5 separate regions of the Mus musculus genome follow, and regions 1, 2, 3 and 5 are each linked to region 4. The links are chromatin contacts, called in public Hi-C, capture Hi-C and promoter capture Hi-C maps. All regions are on one chromosome and are shown on one strand. The core of a region is the stretch at or near the end of the contact, and the rest is flanking DNA. Distances in the headings are between cores, read along the strand shown.

Evidence for each region. Promoter capture Hi-C pulls out the DNA fragments that hold promoters and counts their contacts. Hi-C and Micro-C count contacts between places; a contact is called where the count stands out from the background. Capture Hi-C pulls out chosen DNA fragments and counts their contacts.
Region 1: a contact with region 4 is called in a promoter capture Hi-C map of embryonic stem cells. The contact joins the promoter of Hoxb8 here to the promoter of Neurod2 in region 4. A contact is called at or near these places in 6 of 39 promoter capture datasets (cranial neural crest, embryonic stem cells, maxillary cranial neural crest and 1 more), 2 of 484 Hi-C or Micro-C datasets (both in embryonic stem cells), 2 of 115 datasets of contacts at active chromatin or transcription factors (embryonic hindbrain and embryonic midbrain) and 1 of 9 other capture datasets (embryonic stem cells).
Region 2: a contact with region 4 is called in a promoter capture Hi-C map of embryonic stem cells, with 9 times the contacts expected there. The contact joins the promoter of Plekhh3 here to the promoter of Neurod2 in region 4. A contact is called at or near these places in 3 of 39 promoter capture datasets (cranial neural crest, embryonic stem cells and second pharyngeal arch cranial neural crest).
Region 3: a contact with region 4 is called in a capture Hi-C map of embryonic stem cells, with 12 times the contacts expected there. The contact joins the promoter of Hoxb5 here to the promoter of Neurod2 in region 4. A contact is called at or near these places in 6 of 39 promoter capture datasets (cranial neural crest, embryonic stem cells, maxillary cranial neural crest and 1 more) and 1 of 9 other capture datasets (embryonic stem cells).
Region 5: a contact with region 4 is called in a Hi-C map of embryonic stem cells, with 3 times the contacts expected there. The contact joins the promoter of Hoxb13 here to the promoter of Neurod2 in region 4. A contact is called at or near these places in 2 of 39 promoter capture datasets (cranial neural crest and liver), 3 of 484 Hi-C or Micro-C datasets (embryonic stem cells and epiblasts) and 3 of 115 datasets of contacts at active chromatin or transcription factors (embryonic hindbrain, embryonic midbrain and neural tube).

The regions. Positions count from the first base shown.
Region 1 is chr11:96,279,632-96,284,501 of GRCm38.p6, reverse strand. It overlaps Hoxb8 (homeobox B8), which reads right to left and starts at 2,597. Exons shown (of 2, transcript NM_010461.2): 1 at 1,116-2,597; 2 at 1-339. The coding sequence starts at 1,539. The coding sequence ends at 32.
Region 2 is chr11:101,168,690-101,173,159 of GRCm38.p6, reverse strand. Plekhh3 (pleckstrin homology domain containing, family H (with MyTH4 domain) member 3) reads left to right here and starts at 1,788. Exons shown (of 13, transcript NM_001346769.1): 1 at 1,788-2,435; 2 at 4,463-4,470. The coding sequence starts at 2,274. It overlaps Ccr10 (chemokine (C-C motif) receptor 10), which reads left to right. Exons shown (of 2, transcript NM_007721.4): 2 at 1-162.
Region 3 is chr11:96,301,720-96,306,589 of GRCm38.p6, reverse strand. Hoxb5 (homeobox B5) reads right to left here and starts at 3,078. Exons shown (of 2, transcript NM_008268.2): 1 at 2,415-3,078; 2 at 469-1,700. The coding sequence starts at 2,976. The coding sequence ends at 1,453. All of the region lies in intron 1 of Hoxb5os (homeobox B5 and homeobox B6, opposite strand), which reads left to right.
Region 4 is chr11:98,327,377-98,331,720 of GRCm38.p6, reverse strand. Neurod2 (neurogenic differentiation 2) reads left to right here and starts at 2,076. Exons shown (of 2, transcript NM_010895.3): 1 at 2,076-2,287; 2 at 3,380-4,344. The coding sequence starts at 3,385.
Region 5 is chr11:96,191,315-96,195,796 of GRCm38.p6, reverse strand. It overlaps Hoxb13 (homeobox B13), which reads right to left and starts at 1,481. Exons shown (of 2, transcript NM_008267.4): 1 at 751-1,481. The coding sequence starts at 1,354.

The DNA of each region.
Region 1 (4,870 bases), core at 1,348-3,847, 2.0 Mb after region 4:
TAGTCCGGGCCCGAGCAGTCCCAGCTGGAGCCTACTTCTTGTCACCCTTCTGCGCATCGCCCTGCTCGGCGGTCTCTGGTGCCCGCTCCAGCTTCTCTTTCTCCAGCTCCTCCTGCTCGCATTTACTGCTGGGAAACTTGTCTTTGTTGTTCTCCTTTTTCCACTTCATTCTCCGATTCTGGAACCAGATTTTGACCTGTCTCTCTGTCAGTCCCAGCGCGTGCGATACCTCGATCCTCCGCTTGCGAGTCAGATAGGGATTAAATAGGAACTCCTTCTCCAGCTCCAGGGTCTGGTAGCGACTGTAGGTCTGGCGGCCTCGCCTGCGTCCGGCGGCTGCTGGGAATGGGGGAAAAGGGCGAGACAGAGGGGAGGGTGGGGGAGGGGGAAGAGACAGAGAAGGTTGGAAGATTCGTGAACCAGCCTAGGAGACCAGGATAATAAGGGCAGGGGACCCTTATGCGGGGGCGGGAGGGGGAGCGCGGAAGACGCGGTCAGCGGGGGGGGGGGCGAGGGGGGACTAGACAGCCCTGAATCTGCAGGGGCCATAAAGGAGGAGCCCCTTCTCTGGTAACTAGAACCAGAATAGGGGGTTCAGATACATTAAAAGTGCCATAAAGTTTAAGAGGGTGGATGTGGAGGGGGGAGTAAGACTAAAAAGCCAGAGTGGGGACCTCGAACCCACCTTGAAAAGCCCCCAGAGCCTCTGCCCCAGAAGAAAAGTTTCTTCAGGGTAATTAAACTATAAAGCAATTGAGAAGTGCAAACGTTGAGCGCCCCCACACCCACCAGTCTTTCTCCACAGCCCCCATAAAACAGTAAAAGGGGAAAGGAGGAGAAGAAGAAAAGTTAAGGAGGGTGAGGGGTTTATGGATTCAGGAAATTCGCTTAGAGACACCCCCCCCTCCTTCAAAGGAAGCAAAAAGAAAAGGGGAAAAAGAAGAAAAGAAAGTGGGACAGAAGGGAGAGGAGGTAGGTGTTTGGAACGGAGCCCACAAGTCCTCTAGGAGCAGAAGATACTCCCGGACTGCCCACCAGCCCTCCCCCCCCCACCGGCATGGGGGCCCCCCTGGCCCCTTCCCACCCTGTCAGGTCCAGGTCGGACGGGAGCTCACCTTGAGGGCGCATCCAGGGAAAGAGCTGTGTGGGCGACGGGCTCTGCTCAGACCCCTCGGCCTCCTCGCCCAGGCCGCTGGCTGCCGCGAGCTTGCAGTCTGCGTACTGCACCAGGTCTGGATCCTGCGCACCGAACAGGCTCTGGCGCTGCAGAGGGTCGTAGCCGTAGAAGTTGCCGGGGTCGCCGTGGCACGCCACGGCGCACGGGTTCTGCTGGTAGGGAGCTGTGGACAGCGACGATGGCCCGTGGTAGAACTCCTGGATTTGCGAAGGGTGCTGGAAGCTGCCGCCGCTGCTGGGACCGTACACCACGGTGGGTCGGCCGCCCAGGTCCTGGGCGAAGCCGCAGTCATAATAATTGGGGCGCAGGGACTCCCCGGTTTTGTATTTGGAGAACAGTGAGTTGACGAAATAAGAGCTCATTTTATTGAATTTTGAGGCGGCGGCGGCGGCGGCGCAGGCTGTAGTTGGGGGCTGTTGGGGAGGGGGTGGGGAGGGGGAAAAGGGAGGGAGAGAGAGAGAAAAAAAAACGCGGATTCGCCGGCTCCTAGTCACCCTCGCCAGGAAAGGAGAGGAAAAGGGAGGAGGGGAAAAAAAAGAAGGAAGGAAGGAAAAGAAAGAAAAGACGAAGAAGATCTCAAAGCCGCCACACTTTTTGTGATTTCCAGGAATAGAAGAGCGAAGCCTGCAAAAGTCTAAGCCTGCATGGCAGCCGCGGCTCGCTCGCCCTCCCCCCACCCCCCACCCCCCAAACAAAAATATACCGCCACTTAAAGAGGTCCTCGCTTTACATTTCGAAGAAGGGATGCCAGTTCATAAACAGTTTTCGGTGATTTACTTCCCTCCAAATGAGTTGTTTCATATTTTGCCCCGTCTTTTCACCATCATTTGCATCCATTAGAGACCCCGCATCCTATTGGCTTCTGGGTACTCCTCCCGGACAGAACGCAGAGCGAGGGTGAGAGCGAGAGAGAGCGAGTGCGAGAGAGAGCTAGAGCGAGAGAGCGCCAGGGAGTGAGGAGAGGGCAGAAAAAAAGGAGGGGAAGAGAAAAAAACACCCAGGGAGAAAGAGGGGGAGAGGGGGGGAGAGGGAGGGGGGAGAGAGAGAGAACGAATACGGATTAAATCTGTTTAACTACCTACATTAATGAGATATCTCTTGCCTCACAACAAATCAAATACCTTCGCAGACCACCCCCAAAGACTGATGTGGGGGAGTCACGGAAAAACACCATACACACACATCCACAACGCTGAGCCTGGCGTAGGCACGCTGTTAATTTCGCGATTTTAACGAGGCAATTGGAGTCTTTCTAAATGTCAGGGTCGCTTCGGAAAAATGTAAAAGAACACGGTTTAATTGCACCGAGTTTTAAAAGGTCCTATAAATGTAATTGGTATTTTAATACAAGTTATCAAATCATACAGCTTCCTCTCCTAAACATATTTTCAAACAAACGAGGTAGTCATATTTAAAGCTTTAATGATCAATTTCCTTATTATTGATAAAGGTTTAACTATCGTGTGGAGGGAATTGGCTGGGTAACCAGCCCCCAAAAAAACGGCTGTAAACTCTTTAACAAACTATAAAACGCAATAAAGCCGGAGTCTGTTGTTGTTTATGCTGCAGCGCATAAAAGCTGTTAGCATTTTACGAGTTCTTTCCTCTACAGCTATAAAACTGCAGCTTCGATCGCCCCCGCCGCCCGACTGAAGCACGGTGGGGGTGACTTAGCTGAAATGAGACCGATTATGGGTTGCTGTGGATTTTTTTTTCCCTTTCGGCACAAACGGTGACTTTCCCCGAGATTTTCTCCCTTGCAGACACACCTGACCCCACTGGCTCTTATGAGACCCCAAACCACCCCGAGATCTGTCCTCACCTAGGTCACGCACATAACTTTCCCTCATTAAGCAAACACGCGAGATTTTCTGTGGAAAGGGAGTCTGAGAGGGCCTGAGAGAGGAAGAAGAAACTTTCTGGTTAATGGGCAGTGCTAAGGTGGAACAAAGTTCTGCAGGCGGCTGCCAATTCTGCCATTTACAGGAGCTTTACCTGCTGGTGGTTGGGGGGAGCTGCAAGAGAAAGGGGGGGGTCTTCTGGAGGTGCTTTGGCCACTTTAGAGGGAAAGGTCCAGTGATATCAAAGGATGATATCTCGTGTGGCTGTAAACCTGTGCCCCGGGCCTTGGCATTCAGAAACCAAGCCCCACTGACACCCAGCTTTCTGGGGCCAACCACCCATTCCTTCTACACACAAGCCTTCCAGGTATAGATAGTGACCTCTTCATCCACACAGCAAAAGAGGTAAGGGTAGTGGAGACTAAGGCTGGGTACCAAGGCCTTGGTTACTGCTGTCTTATGCTCTCCCGTGCCCAACACAAAGGTGTGGGTTTAAAAGGCACCTGTTATTGGTATATGTCCCCATAGCCATTTGACCACCTGCACTAACCTTGGAGTGGAAAAAAACAAGGCCACCAAGGTCTCCATTTCCCCTCTTCTCTTGTTGGGGTGCCTTTAGTTGGACCTCCAGCACCTGAAGATCTGAGGCCTCAAATCCAGAAATGACTGGCTGCCCCACTCCAAGCCCAGGCCCTCCTCTGTGTACCTGGCACATGGCTGGTGGGGGGGGTCAAACCTTAGGGTGGCAGGCAGAACCAATGGTCTCCTGAGGGAACTGACTGGAAAGACAGAGAGAAGGAGAAAGAAACGTCCTAGAACAAAGGCAGAGTCAATTTTACAAATAAATTAAATCTACTGCCCGTTCTCTAAGGTGCTTCTTTTTTTTTTTTTTTTTTTTTTTTTTTTTTTTTTTTGAGGGGTTCCATGAGCCAGAATCTTTGTAAAAATGAAACCACGTTTCCAAAGAAGCTGCACTAAGGGTTTCACTCGGCCTTCTGAAGTACAGTGTATATAGAAAGGAGAGAGAAAAGGAGGGGGCCAGAGAGAGGGAAACTGAAGCAAGCTGTGGGGTTTTGTTTTTCCACACGGATGAGAGGTCGGTGAGGCAAGCTAAAGCAGTGTCAAGTTGTTGCTGAAGTGAACATTTTTATCAAGTGCGGGGGATTTTATGGTCATGATTTGAGGACTCACTGGTGGGATAGAAATTCAATGGCTTGTTCTAAATCATCCCTACACCGTGCCAGAAATTTCTGATGGAAGGAAAATGTTTCTATTATAAGAAAGAAAAAAAAAAACAAGAAAGAGCTCGGAGATCAGTTATAAACACCCAACGGAGGGCAGATTTATTGGAGAAACTCAAGTTGAGAAGACACTCCGCTGGCCTCTTTACACCTGGTCCTGCGGAAAGAGAAGAAGCCACACGGGGTTCTGGGGTCATTTTTGGAGGCTCAGGTTGGAGGCAGGTTCAGGCTGGACTGAGAGGAAAGTGAAGATTGGGAACCAGCCAAAGGGGTTGTAGGCAGTCAGAGGGACAACCTCAGAACGGAAAAGTGCCTGGGTCCAGGCTTCCAGCTGCTCCGTCCCAGAAGGACTGGCTTCCCCGAGGTTTGCCAGAGTAAGGACGCCAAGGGCATAGCCTGGGCGCGCCCGAGGAAGCCGCAGCTCTCACCTGGGAGTCCGGAAGCGTGGAAAAGCCAGAGACTGCTCCCCGTCGCCATGTCTGCCTCTACTGCTGTTAGGAAAAATGCGCAGGGTTTTGACTGAGCCTTCCGAGGAGATTCTGAAGCCTTCCCGCATCCTGCATCCCACATCCCGCATCCCGCATCCTGCATTCCGCACCCCTAGGGAGAGT
Region 2 (4,470 bases), core at 539-3,038, 2.8 Mb before region 4:
AGATCCCAGCGTGTGAAATGTATGGGGTGATGCTGTCCCCAGCTGTACGTGCGTGGGTCTGGTAGAGGCTGGAGGCAAGAGATTCTAGTTTGGGGTAGGTTTTTGGATCCCTTCTAAAGTCCTGCTGTGCAAAGAAAAACGCTAATTAAAAAGTTGAGTCTGATGGTGTGTGGACTGGATACCTGTAGCCCCAGCCACTCCAGAGGTTGAGACAGGAAGATCAATAATAATAACAATATCCTGCCTAAGAAGAAATAGAAAAATGTCAAGGTGGACTTTTCTACCTAGGATATATATATATATATATATATATATATATATATATATATATATGAATGAGGGGGATTGCAATTTGCAAATTTTCCGAGAGGTGTTACTGGGCCTGAGCTCAGAGTGTGGGGCGCTTGCCCACTCTGATTATTTCCCCTCGGGGATCAAGCCAAAGGAAATGAGCATAGCTTGCCAGGAAAGGGGAGGTTAGATATCAGACAGAACTCTCCAGCAGGCAAGTGTCTAGGATCTTGAAGAGGAAGGGAGGTTATAGTTGTGGTCTGGCCCTCAGAAATCTCAGCATACACCACTTCAATCTGGAAGTACCATAAGGATGGCTTCTAGAGATGGTGCATTGATTTCTGGTCCTTGCTTTGCACAACTGCCAGGATTGTGCTCCAATGAGACAGTTCTTCCCAGTTTAGAATTCGGTCAGCAAAGTCAGACCACCGCTCCAGCCTGGAGTCTAGGGGCAAAAAGGGCGTGGCGTCCCTAGGGAGGCGTTGGCCTGAAGTCTGCACTTCGTCCAGCCTAGCCTAGCCCAGCCCGGCTAGTCGTGTGTCCTAGAGCCTCTGGCGGTGTAAAAGACTTAAAAATTTGGCCTCTTGGAGTCAGAAACGAGGAGAAGCTCGAAAACTGCGCAGATCCTCCAAGAGGCGCACACTACCCACCGGAGCGGACCTGGAACCCTCCGCCCGTAACCGCGGGAATCGCCGCTGAGTCAGCAACGCGCTCGAGTATGTGCGCGCTCCCACTGTCTAAGCTGTAGCGCGAACCCCGCCCTGTATTCTTTAGCGCCCTTGTTAACCCCTTCTTGTTCAGAAATGCAGCATAGTCGCCCTGAGAGGCCTCTGATCTATTGATTTTCTTAAACCACAGAATCCCCGAGCATGCCAAACCACTCTCCCCATTCCAGTTCAATGCCCTGTAAATTCACTTTTATTTCAGATCTTTGTCTGAGGCTTCCAGGAGTTCCTTTCTCAGCTTTTTCATCTCAAAAGTGGAGGTGGCTAAGATCTAAATCTGGACCCTTTTAACTCCAAGGATGGAGCTGCCTTTGCAGCTAGCTAACTCTCTCACACGCAGGTGTGGAATGCCTTGAAGGTAGTAAGGCTCTTTGTAGGGATTCCAAGATGTGACAGGTAATCACAGGTCAATAGCCTAGCTTCCTTCCAGCTTTATGCCCTTCCTTTTCCAGACCTTCGAAAAGGGTTTTTTAATTTGCTGCTTGGTGAGCCAAGAGTTAAAACAAGAGCACGAAGGCGGTCCTACGTGACGCCACAGACACCCCGTGTCCGACCTCAGAAGCTCCCTCCCCAGTCCCCCCCCCCCCCGCCCCTCCCTACTGTCACTCAGCCAGAGACACATGATGCAACCCGCCGCGGTTTCAAGCTTGGGATTGGTCTCCCTGACCGGCGCCAGGAACAATGATTGGGCAGAGGAGGCTGTGACGCAACGTAGACCCTACCCTGTGAAGAAGGGAGGAGAAAAAGAACAGGGAAGGCGGAGGGAAGGAGGGGGGGCAGAGAGGGAGGCGGGGTCTGGGAACTCTGCCCGCGCCCCCAACGCGCCAGTCCCGGGGCTGCAGGGAGCGCAGCGCGCGCCGCCCGGGCCCCGGCCACCGGACGCCCTACCGGACACCACCCTCCTTGGAGCTTGGACAACCGCCCACCACGATTGCTGCACCAGACACTGCTCCTACAGAGCTGGACACTACAACGAACACTACTTCCCAGCTCCGGACATTGCTCCCGGCTCCCTTCCCCCGGCCCTGGACGCTATCTCCCCCCTCCTCTGCCCGGGCCCAGACAGCGAGCCCCCAGCGGGCTCTGGTGATAGTCCTTTTGCACCTCAGCGCTGGACACTGCCTCCTTCCGGCCCCCTTCTTTCCTCTCGTCACACCTCTTCTCTACCCAGTTCGGGTCGGAGTACCTCCAGTTTCTCAGATTCCCTGCTGCTCAGGCAACACTGCCTGCGCCCCCATTCCCAGGCTGCTCGCCCGGATGCCTCTCCCCGGGGGATTGTGGTGGCTTCTCTGCTGCCGTCGAGGCTTCACTCTTCTGCACCGGGACTACGGGGACGGCGAGCTTAGCGGGGACGGGGACGAAGACGAGGACGACGAGACCTTTGAGCTAAGGACCCCGAGTCCAGCGGGCGGCGGGAGGGTAAGTCTACAGGGATTTAGAACCGAGTTCAATCTTTCTCACTACAACCGGCCGTCACGCCTGAGCCTGCTCCATACTTGGGCCAAACGCAGTCCTCTTGGCCAACTGCAAATGTGGGGGAGATTCTTGTCTGAGGGCCAGAGCCCCGGGAGCTCCAGGGGCAAGTAGCCCTACTAGGGATGCGCCTGTGGGCTTCGCGCTGCACACAAGGCGCTGTCCACCTGCTGGGGGCCCTGAGGCAGAGGAGGCGTCACGCGTGGCCCAACCTGGCCCTGCCTCTCCCTTCCCTGCCGGGCCCGCGTCCCATCCCGTCTCCTTCCGCCTCCGCCAGAGCCAAGGAATGTGGCGAGGCCGGCTGGGCGGCTGGAACGCCTGGGTTCGCTCTGCTCTCAGTTCAAGAGCACTGGGGCCAGATGCGGGAGCTCCCACCGCAGTATCCTGGGCGAGGGCAAAAAGACATCCTAGAATTGGGGTCTGCATCAGGGACCCCACAAAGAAAAGGCTCGGGACGATGGCCCTTTGAGGACTTCTCATTATTCCGCCACTTAAGACAGAACTCTCTGCCTTCTCTGGTGAGGTTCCTGGGAAACCAGAGGGAATGGGTGAGGGTGACTTGGTGGCTGAAAATTTTTTTTAATCAAATCTCCTTTGGGAGAGAGACACTCAGGCACAGTTGGTGTGTAAGACCTCCATCTTTCGAGGAGACCTCTCTCACGTCCTTACCCACCAGAGGCAACCAGGCTTCTGTGTGCTGTGGCCTGGGTCCAGCTCCCATTTCCCCCCAACCCCGCTCAGGGGTCCCCAGCAAGTCCGGTGGCTCCATTCCTGGGTGGGGCGGGCGGCACCGCAGCCAGTGCAGGCGCCAGCACCTGGCGAGGCAGAGGGCAGATAAATATAGAGGGGAGGAGGAGGGAAGCAAGGGACTGAGATTAGGGGAGTTGTGGGGGGTGGGGTGGGGTGGGATCAGTACCTGCCCTCTGGTAGAGGGGTGGATAGCCCCACTCAGAACCTCCAGAAAAGAAACGGGTAGGCTCCCAGGGAAAGAGTGGGACCTGGGAGTCCCCAAGTTTCCCGCATGGATAGGATCCCTGTCAGATAGGCCATGGCCTCCCTCGTGCCCCACCTCCACCCCCTCCTAGGAGCTCAGGGACAGGTGTCCCTGGTCCTCCTCCCCCAACCCTCCTCCTGGCTTTAGCAGCCTGGGCGCAATGGGACCATGGCACAGTTCCTGTCTAGCTAGCTTGGCTCCGGGTTGATTTTGACCAACCTCAGACCCCAGGTTACAATTGAAGTTCCTAAGCAGGGGTTTGTGTATGAGAAGGGCAAAATTCCAAACCACCCTTGGTCTGAAGAGTATGCGCTTAGCAGCCTCTTGTCCTCCTGAGCCCCGGCAAGGGGGTAGTGTGTCCATTTCCTCCGGGACATTTGCAGAGTAACACACAAAGCTCTTAGAGAACATCTTCTATAAAAGAGTCCCTCTTCCCCTTCAGTCAACCCTGTAAACCACCCTTGCCCAGTCTTGGGTCCTGCTCTTTCCCTGAGAGCCCATCTTCTTCTTCCCTGGAGGTTCTGAGCAAGGAAGTCGGGGGAGGGTGTAAAGGAAAAAAATTGAAGAGGCTTCCATGGGTAGAAGGTACTTCATCACATCTCCAGTTTGAAAAATGGAGAAACTATGCCCCAGAGATGGGAGGGGACTTTTGCAAGGTATGGCAGGTGCTAAGTGGTCCAGCCTCTATCAGTGGAACCCAGGTTTCCTGACTCCCAGCCCACCCCCACCCCCACGGTTGCATTTTCAAGGGGTTAATGGATATAAGTCTAGAGCTTGTAGCTCCTGGGCATTTTCTAATGGTCCACAGAGACTTGTATGTAGAAGGGACAATCCCAGAGTGGCTCAGGCCCTTCCTGCCCGGTCACGGTCGGACTTCGGACACTCCTTCCTCAATCTAATGAGTGATGTCCTGGGCTCATTTGAAACCATTGGTGCTAGGGGTCAAGGCCTCTGAGTGTATTCTTGCTTATCTCCCTAGGGTTCCCT
Region 3 (4,870 bases), core at 1,829-4,328, 2.0 Mb after region 4:
CCTGGATAGGAGAACCCCTTGAAAAGTATAGAGAAGGCCAAGTGTGACCAAAAAAAAAAAAAACCTTTGAAGCTAAGCAGATTTCCTCCCCCTTAGTGGGTGGCAGAGCTGAACATTTGAGCTTTTGGAACAGGAGACAGGGCATCTGGGCAGGCCTTTACCAGACTCAAAGGACCAGAGGCCTTCTTGCTCAGAATTTAGGCCCAAATTACTCTTCCTGGAGCATTTTCCAAAGGCTTTCCATACCCGCTGAGTATCAGGATGGGGTCCAGCTGAAGGCCACGTGAAGTTCCTGGGCCTCTCAGTCCCCTCATCAAGCCTCAGTGGGCCAAGCCTGGGAGTGAGGTGGCTTTGAGGGATTTCTGGTGGGCTTCCCTATGCCCTAGATTTATTGAAGATGGTCTTAGACCAGGTTGTGCTGGATGGTGAAAGAGTCAGACCCTCTGAGAAAAGACAAGTAGAGGGCACTGGAGTGGGGGAAACATTTATTCAACTTCAAGGAAAGCTACAGACATACCAAAAGCTAATCACTGAGACAGGCCTGGCAAAGACAGATTTCACACGTAGCACAGCATCCACCCGCTCACTACAAATGGTCTTGGAAGCGAAATGGGTGAGAGAGGAAGTGATTGGCCTGACCCAGACTATCCCCATATTTACAGCATTGGGCCTTCTAGCCAGACCCACGGATTCACAGAGAAAAATCACAAGACATTTTACACTGAGGATTATTTCTGATTCCATACGCTTCCAGACTAGGCCTTGTGGGGCCTACCAGGCAGCAGGAGTTCAGCTCTTGCTCCTTTCCTCTCCTCTTCTCAATGTCCACACTTTGACCCTTCCCTAGCTCCCTTCCCACCCCAAGGAACAAGCTACCTGAGCCTAGGGAGTGGGGGCTGGGTGGGGCTGAAGAAGGATGAGGTGGGAGAAAAGAGACACAGACAGTGGGCTCCATTTCCCAGGCCAGCTCAGCTGGGCCCAGCACTACCCAACCTCAACTGCTGCCCCTTATGGAAGTTTCCAGCAGAAACTCAAAATACAGCCATCATCCTTTTATAAATAAGTTAGAACACAGACGGGGAGGGGAAGTCACATTAAACATGCGAATTTCTTTTTCTTTTCTTTTTCCTGGGGAAAGGAGCGCAACCACAGACACGAGGACATTCAGAAACACTGGCAACTTGGGGGGGGGCGAGCCAAGAGAAGTGGGGAGCACGGAGGGGGAAATAATAATAATAATTATTATTAACAATAATAACAAGATAACCAGTCCAGGAGAGAGGGAGCCATGGGAAGACCTAAGACCAAACGAAAAATTGTAACACAGGACTGGGGTGTGACAGGCTCGTGGGAACTGGTCCCCAGCGGGCAGCGGCAGTGCAGGGAAGATTGGAAGGGTCGAGCTGGGGTTGGTGCGGGCTCTCGGGCCGCCCAGGGCTCCTCCGGATGGGCTCAAGGTTGGAAGGCGCTGCCGGCTGTAGCCAGACTCATACTTTTCAGTTTGTTGTCTTTCTTCCACTTCATGCGACGGTTCTGGAACCAGATTTTGATCTGACGCTCGGACAGGCAAAGCGCGTGGGCGATCTCGATACGTCGCCGCCGGGTCAGGTAGCGATTGAAGTGGAATTCCTTTTCCAGCTCCAGGGTCTGGTAGCGAGTATAGGCGGTCCGGGCCCTTTTTCCGTCTGGCCCAGTCATATCTAGAGCAGTTAGAGGAGAGCCCCGAGGCAACGTTATTCCGGTTAAAGGAGGGGGCACTGAGTGGGAGGGGGCGGGGAGCAGGACCCAGGCGTCCCCAGCACCCAGCTCACCGCAGCTCCCATCCTCCTCACCCCAGATGCCTGCATCCAGCCTCTATTTCTTCATACCCCCCCTTCTCCAGCAGCCCCCACTTCTGATGGTAGTGAATGCTCCCGGCTTTGTCTCTGGCTCCTTCCCAGTGCCTCACCCTAGGCTGGGTTCAGGCGGCAGCTCGCCCGGGAGGGAAGAGAGCCACTGCACTTTTGCCCTAGAAAGCTCCGTTTATAGCCCATTCCCCCTTTGCTAGCAGCAGTCTCAAAATTTCTGTAATAATCAGGACCCTTCCTCACAATACACAAATCCCATCTTTCATCCTAAAGCCGGTGACTGGCTAGGTAAACAAAACCTAAGCTGAACGTGGCAACAAACTGGCCTTTTTTTTTTTTTTTTAAATGCCTACGCCCAGAAAACAACACTGTTTGGCTCTATCTATGGAGCTGTGGGGACCCTTTCTGACACTTTTCCCTCTTGATGGCAAAAAAAAAGAAAGAAAGAAAAAGAAAAAAAGAAAAGAAAAAAGGGATCTATATTTGAGGCAAAGCCAAGCTTTGCTCGCCCCCACCCCCAACACAGGGCAGGAATGCGGAGAGGACAAAAAAGAGATGGAGAATTACCGTGGCTGATGTGAAGCTTCCTCATCCAGGGGAATATCTGTGGAGTCTGCCCCTCGGGCGCGGCCGTAGAGGTGGCCATGGGCTCTGGCTGTGCTCGAGCCAAGCTGGGGCTGCTTAGCTGGCTCGCCGCTTCCTCGGGCTCAGAGGACGCGCTGGCCTCGTCTATTTCGGTGAAATTGGCGCTGGAGCTGGCTGGGGTCGCCTGGTCGGAAGGGGACGAAGCAGAGGGCTTGGCGCCGTGGCTGTCGCCGTTAGTGCAGGGCAGGGACTCGGGCGAGGACAGGGAGCAGCTGGACGTCGCCTGCCTGAAGCGGGGTTCCTGGGCGGACGCGGGGAAGGCGCGCGAGCTCTCGCCCACCGCCCCAAAGTGGCTGGAGGAGGCCGAGGAGCGGTTGACGCTGAGATCCATCCCATTGTAATTGTAGCCGTAAGAGCCGGTGTGCATGGCAGCGGGATCCCTGTAAGAGCCGCTCAGAGAGCTGCCACTGCCATAATTTAGCAACTGATAGTCCGGGCCATTTGGATAACGCCCCGAGAAGGAGTTTACAAAGTACGAGCTCATTTGGGTGATTTTGGAGGGCTTGATTTGTGGATCGTGGTCGTTATAACCCTGTGCTTCACGATTTATGATGTATTAATGAATTATAGCGATGCACTGTACTTCGTTTTGCTATGTATGCGGCCAAATATGGGGGGGGTTAGAAGGGGGATGGGGGGGCGTTAGGGAATCACGTGCTTTTGTTGACCAGTCGTAAATTCTCACTGATGACCTCAAGAGGTAATTCATGCTCTATGGTTACAAATAATGACGATCGGAGAATCGTTAGGGCCGATTCAATGCGAGCCTCCGAGAGGGGGGGAGAAAGTGAGAAGGGGGAAAAACAGGGAGAAGGTTGACGTTGGCCTCTGAGCAGAGCGCGCCACCTCCCGGCGATTGACGGGAGCGCGGGCCGCAGGCCGCCATGGCGGCTTCGGCAACCTCTTTGCTGGCTCTGTGCAACCGCCAAGCCAAGAAAGAAACCCGGCCCGCAGCTCACTCACAGGCTTGAACCTTTAGGAAGATGGATTTGAGTCTTTTGCCTACTTCGTTAGGGTGCGGCTATCCCCTCTATTTGTGGCCTCTCTGACATTATCATCACCATTATTATTTTAACTCTGGGTAATATAATCAAAATGAAGTTGCTTGATCTTCCCTCCTTAGGCTTTGCCAGTCCCCAACTTGGGTAAGGAAATGGGGGGAAGGATTATAAGTTGTGTGTGAAAAACAATTATAAGAATTTTGTTAGCTCAGCCAGGTCTGCTTCTTGGCTAGGCTTCAGCGGCGGGTCCACAACACGAGAGAGAGCCGCAGGACTAGGCTGGAGGGAGGCTGGAAAAGGCAGGGAAGCTCTTCGTTCTCCTGGGCCCCTGGGAAGTTTGGATTTTTCCTTCTGACCTCTCATCCTTAGCCTAGGCCTAGGAACCGAGGTAAACAGGGACCCTAGAAGAGAAAGATGGTCGGTCGGCCAAAGACTAGAGAGACAACCGTCTGAGCGGTTAAGGTTTGGTGGTAACTCTTCTGCGGGAGTTTGGGGTTTAAACAGATCCCCTTTAACAAGCTCGCCAGATGCCAGCTATCTCATTCAGAGACCAAATCCAAAGCCTTGTGTTGCTGGTGGCCAATAATTGGAGAATTTGCTCATGGCCTTACCGCCTTCCCTGGGAAGGTGTTCGGAAGACCGGCGGCCCCTTGCTGAGCTCGCTGGGCGGCCAGAGATCTCCGCAGCTGGGCCCCTTCTGCCAGACGGCTATTTTCTTTAAAAATAAAAAAAGGAGGGGGGAGAGGGAGAAGGAAGAAAAGAAAACGGGGCCTGAAGCTTGCTGCTCGGGTGTGGGTGGCAGTAAAGAGAAAATGAGCCATTTTGGGTTGAGAAGGTGAGACTAAAGGCGCCATCACCTGGACCCCTGCCCTCGGGTCTCCAAAGAGCAAGATAAAGTCGGGCCCTTGCAGCCTTCTGCTGCCGGCTTCCCATTCTCTTCCTGGCCACCGAGCTCCTACTTAATATGAGAAGAGGCACCCTGGAGCCTGTAGACGAGTTGTGGAGAGATGCCCAGTGGCCTCATTTTTCAGTCTCCGGAGCAATAGGCCGGGGATCCGAGGGCCAAGGCCGGCAGAGACAGCCATGTGGGCGGGCCAAAGGCCAGGGCCCTTGGCTCGAAGAGGACAGAAAAAAACACTGCAGAGCGCCTAGACCCGCCCAGCTCCGTCTCTCCAGAGCTCTGGGCAAGGAGGCCTCAAGTGGCATCCCTCCAGAGTCTCACAACCGAGGCAAGCTTAGAGAACAAGAGGGAAAAAGGCTTTCTCCATCTCGTGTCTGAATGGGAGAGGCAATTGTGAATTTAGCATCAGAGAGACACAACCAACGCTGGGGCCTGGGAGGACCGATCCCTGGCCTCTGCTTTTGGCTCCTTGCTTT
Region 4 (4,344 bases), core at 827-3,326:
GAACGCCCTTGAAATTATACCCCAAACTGGAAGTGTCCTGGCAAGCCAGCCCCCAACCCAGTAGTGCCCCTGGTTTTGCTTTTGCCTCTGCCAAGATTCCATCCACAGTGTCAGGCTATGTGACTTAGATGGGCTCTGACTTCCTAGTTGCAGAGCCTATAAAGGTCTTCTTGTCCTTGGTGACCACCAAGGCAACTGGGTTGGTGAAGGGGTCCTGGGTTCTAGTCTCAGCTTGCTCCCCTCCTCCTCCCCCTGGGTACCTAGCTATATCCATTTCCCTGCACTGCCTCTGTGGAAGGAAGAGGAAGTGCCTGGCCTTTGGACCTTCTTTCAGCCCCTGACCTCCAAGTGTCCAAGCTTCATACCGACTTTCTCAAGGCCTTTCAAGCCAGCATGTGTCTCTGTGGAGCACCTTGTTCATTCTGAACGTCGAATTCTTGTCTTATCAGCCCAAGACTCCCTTGAGAAGGGTTCTCCAGGTAAGACCAGAGGGCATCCACTTGGACTAAGGGATGTGGTGCGGTCTTCCTTTTGTCTGTGTGGTTCTGTGCTTGCTATGTGGCTGGCTGGCATCTGAATATGTGAGCCAAGGTTGTTGGGTGTGCACAGGTAGGTCAAGGGAGAGACAAGAAATTTGGGCCTGAAGACAGCACCTGCCTGAGTCCAGTGTGGTCAAGGGTCTCTACCCCTGACTGCAAGTACTTGTCTCTCACACAGGTTAACTCTGAACAGGGGTGTGTTTCCATTTTCTCCACCACAGAGTGAGGAACTGGTGGGAAGGTGGGTGTGTCGGAAGCTCCTCCCTTTAACCTGTACCATTTGCATCTGTGTCTGGCAGGATAGGAACCTTGCAAGGGGAACTGTAAAATAAAGCATCCATTTCCTACCTCCCTCAGCAAGACACCTGTCTGGTCTTCTCCTCTCTGGCCTCTCCTGTGACTGATGGGGTCAGCCTCTGTGGCTTTTGTATTTTCTGCAGAGAGGAAGAGTGCTGGGTCCTGTCTAAAAACTCTAAGCGGCCTGCAACCAGTCATACCCTTTCCTTCAGCTAACCAAATCAGAAGGCCAAAAGAGAGGCATTGGTGGATGGCCTACCTGGCAAGGATCAGGGGTGGTAAGGCCTCAGTGACTCAAGAAGGAGGAGGAAGAGGAGGAAGAGGGCTTCTGGGTTAGGAATCCAGATCTGTGCCCACCTTAACCCAGATAGGGACACATAGCTCATCTCCAAATCCCTCCCCACCCCACCCCACCATACATTTGCCCTTGACACCCAAGGAAAGATCTCCTGTGTGATGACTACACAGATAGACACACATGTCCCCACAGACACACACACACACACACACACACACACACACATGAGCACTCGCGTGCGCACGCACAACACGCCCATGCAGAGGCACAGACACCCAGGGAGGCAAATCTTTCCCTTTCTCTGTCTTTCCCTTGGTTTGAATTTTGTTCAGCCACATATGTTGTGTGTGCGTGAGGGTGGGTGGGGGAGGGGCAGACAGGGATGAGGAATGGCATGGTGCCAGCATCTACCTATGGGGCTTGGGCCAGGGATGCCCCCCACACCCACCCTGGAAGGAGCCTCAGCTGTCCCTTTGTGGTGGAGGGGATTCTCTTGGGGAGCGGCAGTAAGCACCGAGGTCCCTTCTCCACACCCCAGGGTCTGGTCCTGACCCACCTTAGGGACCTGGAGACAGGGAAATGGACAGATCAAGACCCTGGAGAGAGCCCTGAATTGGCCTGGCAACCACAAACCGCCAATTCCCAGACTTGCCACCCCATTGTTCCCATGTGGGGGGTTCTATATCTGAGGGGGGCAAATCCTCCCACCTCCCTCTCAATCTCTGCTTTTCCTGCGTTGGGCGGGGAGGGGAGGGCGGCAGAGATATTTATTTATTTCCTTTATTTATTTAATTTTTTTTTTTTTTTTTGGAGTAGAGAGTGACAGATGGCGGCGGGTCCCGGGGGAGCCGGCTCTCCCCCAATGCAGACGCATGCCAATCACCGTCTCTCATGTGATAGCTGCTGCCCGTGACGTGCCAAGCCCATATGGCCTGGCATAGAGGCTGGTACCCCGCCTGGTAGAGATGCCACACTCGCTCCGCGGCTCGCATGGCGCTCTGAAGACGCCGGCGCCCGCCGCCTTGAGGAACCGCTGCCCCCGCTCCCTGAAGATGGGGGAACAATGAAATAAGCGAGAAGATTCCTCTTCTCCCCCCTCTCTCTCTTGCCCCCTCCCCCCTCCCCTCCCCTCTCCCCTTGACTCCTCTCTGAGGTAAGTTGTCCGAGAGGGAGCTAGATCTGACCTGCTATTAGTGGTGGGGGGGCGCTGCTTCGGACATGGAAGTCCCCCCCAGTTCTCCTATTCCTGGGACCCTACCCCCTTACGGGATGGGCAGCGGGGGCGCCCCGTGTTCTCTCTCCCATTGGGGCCGCAGCTTAAGGGGCTGCGGAAGGAGATGGTATGCCTAGGATGGGCTGAGGGGGAAGGGTCATGAGGCACTCGAAGAAGCGAAGATGGGACCCCCCCCATGACTGTCCCGAAGGAACCTGTGACCTTTTCCCACCACCAAAAAAGATAAGCAAACAAATAAATTTGGATTTTTCCCCAAGGATCTCAAAATACAACGAGATCTGTAGAGACGTGTGGGAGGGAGGGAGTTTGAAGAGGGGAAGAGGGTCCCTGACCGCAAGGGAGACGAACAGGGTTCGCTTTTGGGTCTCCTCCCCACGCCCGGCTTCTTCAGTCCCCGCACCCGGAGCCCGCTCCGGGAGACCCGTAAGCAGCAGCTAGAGAGGAGACGGTGCTCCGGTGTCTAGAATTGGGGCTGCGGGGGTGGGGGCCCGGCCGGGGGCGGCGCGCGGCCAACTTGCAAATTGGATTAGGGAGCTTGGGGGTGAGAGGCACCGGAGGGCTTGGGGAGCCAGGCCGAGGGGCCGGACCGTGGAGAGGAGGAACCGGGGCAGCGTCCCCACGGCGGCCGCCCAGCTTCTCTCCGTCACCGGGAGAGAGCTGGCTTTCGGGCGAGAGCACCGCCTCCCCGGGAAGATGGACCTGGTCCCTTAACCCCCCACCTGGTCAAGCTCTCTGGGACCCCGACACCGGCCGAGAGCAGCTTCCTTCCGGGCCAGGGGCGGAGCAGGAGCCCGGATCTCGGGCAAGGGCCTGGGCCGCGGTCCCCCACTGGCAGCCGGGCAGGGCTGGGCCGGCTCTGGGCGGGGCAGCAGGACGTAGTGGGCATCGGGGGCCCCTGAGCTGGGGCGCTCACGGAGACTTGGGGGGTGGAGGCGGGTTGGGGGGTCGTGGTGACCCCGGCGCGCCCCTCACTCTGTGCTGTCTGTCTCCCCGCCCCCGGGGCGCCCTCAGGCACCATGCTGACCCGCCTGTTCAGCGAGCCCGGCCTCCTCTCGGACGTGCCCAAGTTCGCCAGCTGGGGCGACGGCGACGACGACGAGCCGAGGAGCGACAAGGGCGACGCGCCGCCGCAGCCTCCTCCTGCTCCCGGGTCGGGGGCTCCAGGACCCGCCCGGGCCGCCAAGCCAGTGTCTCTTCGTGGAGGAGAAGAGATCCCTGAACCCACGTTGGCTGAGGTCAAGGAGGAAGGAGAGCTGGGCGGCGAGGAGGAGGAGGAAGAGGAGGAGGAGGAAGGACTGGACGAGGCGGAAGGCGAGCGGCCCAAGAAGCGCGGGCCGAAGAAACGCAAGATGACCAAGGCGCGTCTGGAGCGCTCCAAGCTGCGGCGACAGAAGGCCAACGCGCGGGAGCGCAACCGCATGCACGACCTGAACGCGGCTCTGGACAACCTGCGCAAGGTGGTGCCCTGCTACTCCAAGACGCAGAAGCTGTCCAAGATCGAGACCCTGCGCCTGGCCAAGAACTACATCTGGGCTCTCTCGGAGATCTTGCGCTCCGGGAAGCGGCCGGATCTGGTGTCCTACGTGCAGACTCTGTGCAAGGGGCTGTCACAGCCCACCACGAATCTGGTGGCCGGCTGCCTGCAGCTAAACTCTCGTAACTTCCTCACGGAGCAGGGCGCGGACGGCGCCGGCCGCTTTCACGGCTCGGGTGGCCCGTTCGCCATGCATCCGTACCCATACCCGTGCTCCCGCCTGGCAGGCGCACAGTGTCAGGCGGCTGGCGGCCTGGGCGGAGGCGCGGCGCACGCCCTGCGGACCCACGGCTACTGCGCCGCCTACGAGACGCTGTACGCGGCGGCCGGTGGCGGCGGCGCTAGCCCGGACTACAACAGCTCCGAGTACGAGGGTCCACTCAGTCCCCCGCTCTGTCTCAACGGCAACTTCTCGCTCAAGCAGGACTCGTCCCCCGATCAC
Region 5 (4,482 bases), core at 232-2,731, 2.1 Mb after region 4:
TTCTCTGATAGCCACTCACTCAGCCTCTGCTCCTACTGGCCACCCCCACCATCACTGACCTCACACCAGGAGTCTGCAAACACACCCACCCTGTCAGGTTTTTGTCCACAATCACACAATCCACTTTCACATGCGTGTTCGGATTCAGCCACTCCTCCAAACTGGCAAATTATGTACATGAGAAAACAGGGTTCTGTTCCCTACCCAACACACACATACACACACAAACACCATGCACACACACTTACACGCACACTCACGAACACACCCTTCAATACACCCTCAGTCAAAGAAAACCTAAATTTTCCTTTCGAAATTGACCTAAAAAAAGGAAAGGGTTATATTCTCGAGGAAACACCCAATATCTCCGATCCCACCTCTCAATGCCACTCTCGAGACCACTGGATTATGTCATTTGGCCTTTGGGCAGAATTAGTCTGGGATTGTGCTGGGTAGGGACTCTTTGCCCCCAATCAACAGCAGAGATCCAAGGTTCTCCCGACATATTCAAAGACTGGTCCTAGAGCCTCCTGGAGAAGTCAGGAAGGCTAGCACCCTGCTGAGGCCCCTTATTCTGACCCTCTGAGGCCCTCTTGTTGCCTGGACCCTCCCTCACAGTCCTAGTAAATAACCCAGGAACCCTAGGCCCCTCCTCATCAGCCCGAAGTTTCCCTTCCTCTCCTCTTCCTCCTTCCCAGCAAGTGCCAGCGTAGCCCATGCTGAGCCAAGGGGAGCCAGAGTAGAACTTACCTGCAAACGCTGCTTTCCAGAATGGACCTGGTGGGTTCTGTTCACCTTGGCAACACATCTGGCTGTTCCAGCCACCGGCCAGGGCCCAGGGCTGGTAACTGTCCACGGGAAGCAGAGAATCGTGGCGAGGCTCTCCGGGGGCTCCCAGGGTCTGCACCACAGACACATCCAGGTAACTGGCCATAGGCTGGTATGGTCCCGGGTAGCCCGGATAGAAGGCAAACTCGGTGGGACGGCTGGGATACTCCTCCCCAGGTGCAGGAGTTTCCGAAGGGTAGGTAGCCAGGGCGGCCGTCTGGGCACAGGGTTTCAGGGAGCTCCTGGATACTCGGCAAGAGTAGTACCCGCCTCCAAAGTAGCCATAAGGCACAGGAGCTGGAGATGCCCCCTGAGGCACCCCAGGACAAGGGTGGCACTGCTTTGGTGGCTCTGCAGAGCCTGGCAGATCCAGGGGGGCATAGTTGACAGTTGGCATCAGCGTTGGAGCCGCGGGATGGCTAGCCAGTGGGGAGGAGTGGGAGACTAGATTCCGACCCCCTCCAGCTCCCAGCAAGCCTTCGATATCCTTGGCCCCGTCCAAGGTGGCATAATTGCCGGGCTCCATGGAGCCAATGATCGGCTCATGGGGAGCCGAGGGTGAGGGTTCTAGGGGGCAGCAAGCTGTCTCTCCCCACCCAGGCCCAGGGAATCCTAAGCGTTTTAAATCGCTCCCAGCTCGAACGGCGCCTGCATTCGCCTGGCTGGGCCGTCTTGACGCAAGAGACGCAAGAGCCCGGGCATGAGCGCTGATTGGCTGTGGCCTGGGGGAGAGAGGCTCATAAAATCCTCCCGCAGAAATTGCAGGGGGAGAAGGGACGGGGAGCCCGGCTCCGCCTCCTCTCTTCCCTTCTCTTCCTCTCCGCCTGTCTCTTTTTCTTTTTGTATGTGTGTCTCTGTCTTTATCTGTATGTGTTCTGTGTCTCTGTCTCTATATGTGTCTCTGCTTCTGCCTGCTGTCTCGGGTCTCTGCCTGCGCTCTCTCTCTCTCTCTCTCTCTCTCTCTCTCTTCCTGGCTCCCAGTCTTCTGCGCTTTGGCAGGTTTAACGAGAGAATAAAAAGCTCTCCCAATAAAGTGTCCATCTCCTGGGGATGAGGGGAGTCGGGGGAAGGGCTGGGAGGCCACTTCGGGCTGCCTCAAAGGAGAACCCGGGAATGCTTCTGAGATGGGAATGAGAACTGTAGGCGTCAGGGAGCTCTGTGCTTGGAGGCTGGGTACTAGCCACCGTAGCTCATTGTAGATATCCTTTCTGTCCCTAATACACTGCGCCCAGGCAAGTGCCTTCCAGGTCTGTCCCCCAAGGACCCTGCCTAGTCACAACACTGAAAGCCCGGAGGCCCCAATGGGGATGAGGCGGAGCCAAGGGGCGGGGGACACGAAGGAACGTTGAAAACGTGCAGTGCTTGGCTCAGGGAACGCAGTGTCCGGATCTGAAGGGGAAATAGAGCCAATGTCTGGGAAGGGGGTCTGGATTTCCGTTTAAGGGTGGAGAAAGAGACCAAGAGACACAGGCGTACAGGGGCTTTACTTGAAGGAATAGACTCGGTGTGGAAAAGGAAGGCTGGCGGGGGGGGGGGGGGTAGGCAGAGAGGGAGGAGAAAGGAAGAGAGGAAAAAAGGGAGAGGGAGAGAGGGAGAGGTTGAAACATCACAAATGGGAAGGGGGGGTCAAGATTGTATCCCTTTTTCTGGAATCTGCAGTCTGGGGGAGCCAAGGCTGGTTTCGTGGCCATCCCCACCTGTGGGGATCCTGGGTCCCAAGATTGCAGGAGCTTGGTCTGTGTGGGGGCCTTTCTGCTCTTTGGTGCCGCTCTCTAGGCCGGAAAGTCCAGGAACCGAACCCTGGCCCCAGCACACTTCCACAGGACTGAGGGACTAGAAAGCTCAGGACCCCCTAGCTGCCTCTTTAAATTTCCTTGGAAGTTAAAGAGGAGGAGAGAGAGAGTGAACTACCCCAACTGCTAGAATTGTCCGAGGCCCTCTGTTGGGGCCTATTGTGCTGTAGATTCAAATGGCTTGTTTCACAAATCTGCCCTTAAAGTTGGTTTGTTTTTTGTTTTTTGTTTCTTTCCTGTATCACTTTCACATGAAATCCCTTTGTGTCTTCTAGTTTTCTCTCAGGTTTCCCCTCACCCCGGCAGAAAATTTGAACTTTTCTATTCTACATCAAGAGTTTGTTTGTAATAAAGAATCGAACCCCTTGAGCTGAGTCCGGCTCAGCCAAAGCCTAAACTTGAACTTGAGTCACTTTGTGGGAAAGGGCCTATGAAAGCCAGAATGGAGGCCTGTAGTATACTGTGTATCACTCCCAACAGACATTGTTAATAACTGACATGAAGCACAAACATCCCCTCTGATTTTTATCACATTTGAAAACATAGAGAAAGGAAAAAAGAGGAAGGTGTCTGTTCACTGCTTCCCAAAGCCCAATCCAGGTTGTTGTTCACCCAATCATGAAGGGCAGAAACACCAGGATTTCCCCCCTAAAGATTTCGAACTTCCCAGTTCTTAGGTTTCTGTAGACACAGATGCCTGTATGCTGGGATGTAGAGATACAGTGGCATTCACCTTTGATTCCAGCACCAGGGAGGCAGAGGCAGGCCTTTTCAGACCTAGCTTGCTCTACAGACAGAGTTTCAGGACAGCCAGGGCTGCACAGAGAAACCCTGTCTTTGGTGGGGAGGAAAGATGTGTGTAAGTTTATTAATGCTGATACAGCATGAGTGGCCTTTACTTTTTTAAAAAAAAAATCAAAATCATTTGACAAAACAACACTTCTGGGTATAAGGGAAATTTTTACATCCATCGTGGGGTATGTTCTAACACTTTCTTTTTTAGATTACTGAAACTGCATAGATATCCAGAAGATTTGCATGGCCCCTGGGATATATGACATGCAAATTCTCACAGCATTTTATGCCACACACTGGCCTCAAGCTCCCTTTGTAGCTGAAGGTATCTCTGAAATTCTGATCTTCCTGCATCTCCCTCCCAAGAGCTGCTGGCATGATAGAAACAACTTAGTCTTTTCTTTCTCTCTTTCCTCTCAGAACTCAGAATTGAACCCAGAGCATCACACGTGCTAGATAAATATTCTACCAATGAACCATGTCCCCGCTGGTTCCCACTTTTAGAAAGGAAGAAAAAAAAAGAGTAATTGTGGTGTCATGCACTAGGTTTGCCGAAGCACTAGCCATAGATATTCAAAACTGGAAGCAAGTCAGATTCTAGCGAGAGTGGGATAGGCAAAGGAAATCAGGCTGGAATGAAACATGGGGATTAAAACCCAGCAAATGACACTGGTGAAAGAAGCCAGATATAAAAGACTACGTCTTTATGATTTCCATGTCTATATAGTTCAAGAGCTTTGGGTATTCTATCCCAGGGAACAGGTCTAGGTATTAGGTTTATTAGCATTTGAACTAGGCTCCTGTTACCTTTGCATGTTCATATATGCGAGTTCCTCTGTTGTGTGACTTGCCCCATATCTCAACGGGATTCAAAATAGAAACGAGCCAAAAAAAAAAAAAAAAGAGAGAGAGAGAGGTAATAAAGAGACTTTCTAAGGCCCTAGAAATGTTATCTCCACGTGGACGCTGGTTATGTGGGGGTATTCAATTTGTTAAGACCCCGTATGCCTAGGATTCCTGCTTTGCTCCCACCCCAACCAGTTGTATCCCAACTTAGGAAGAACAA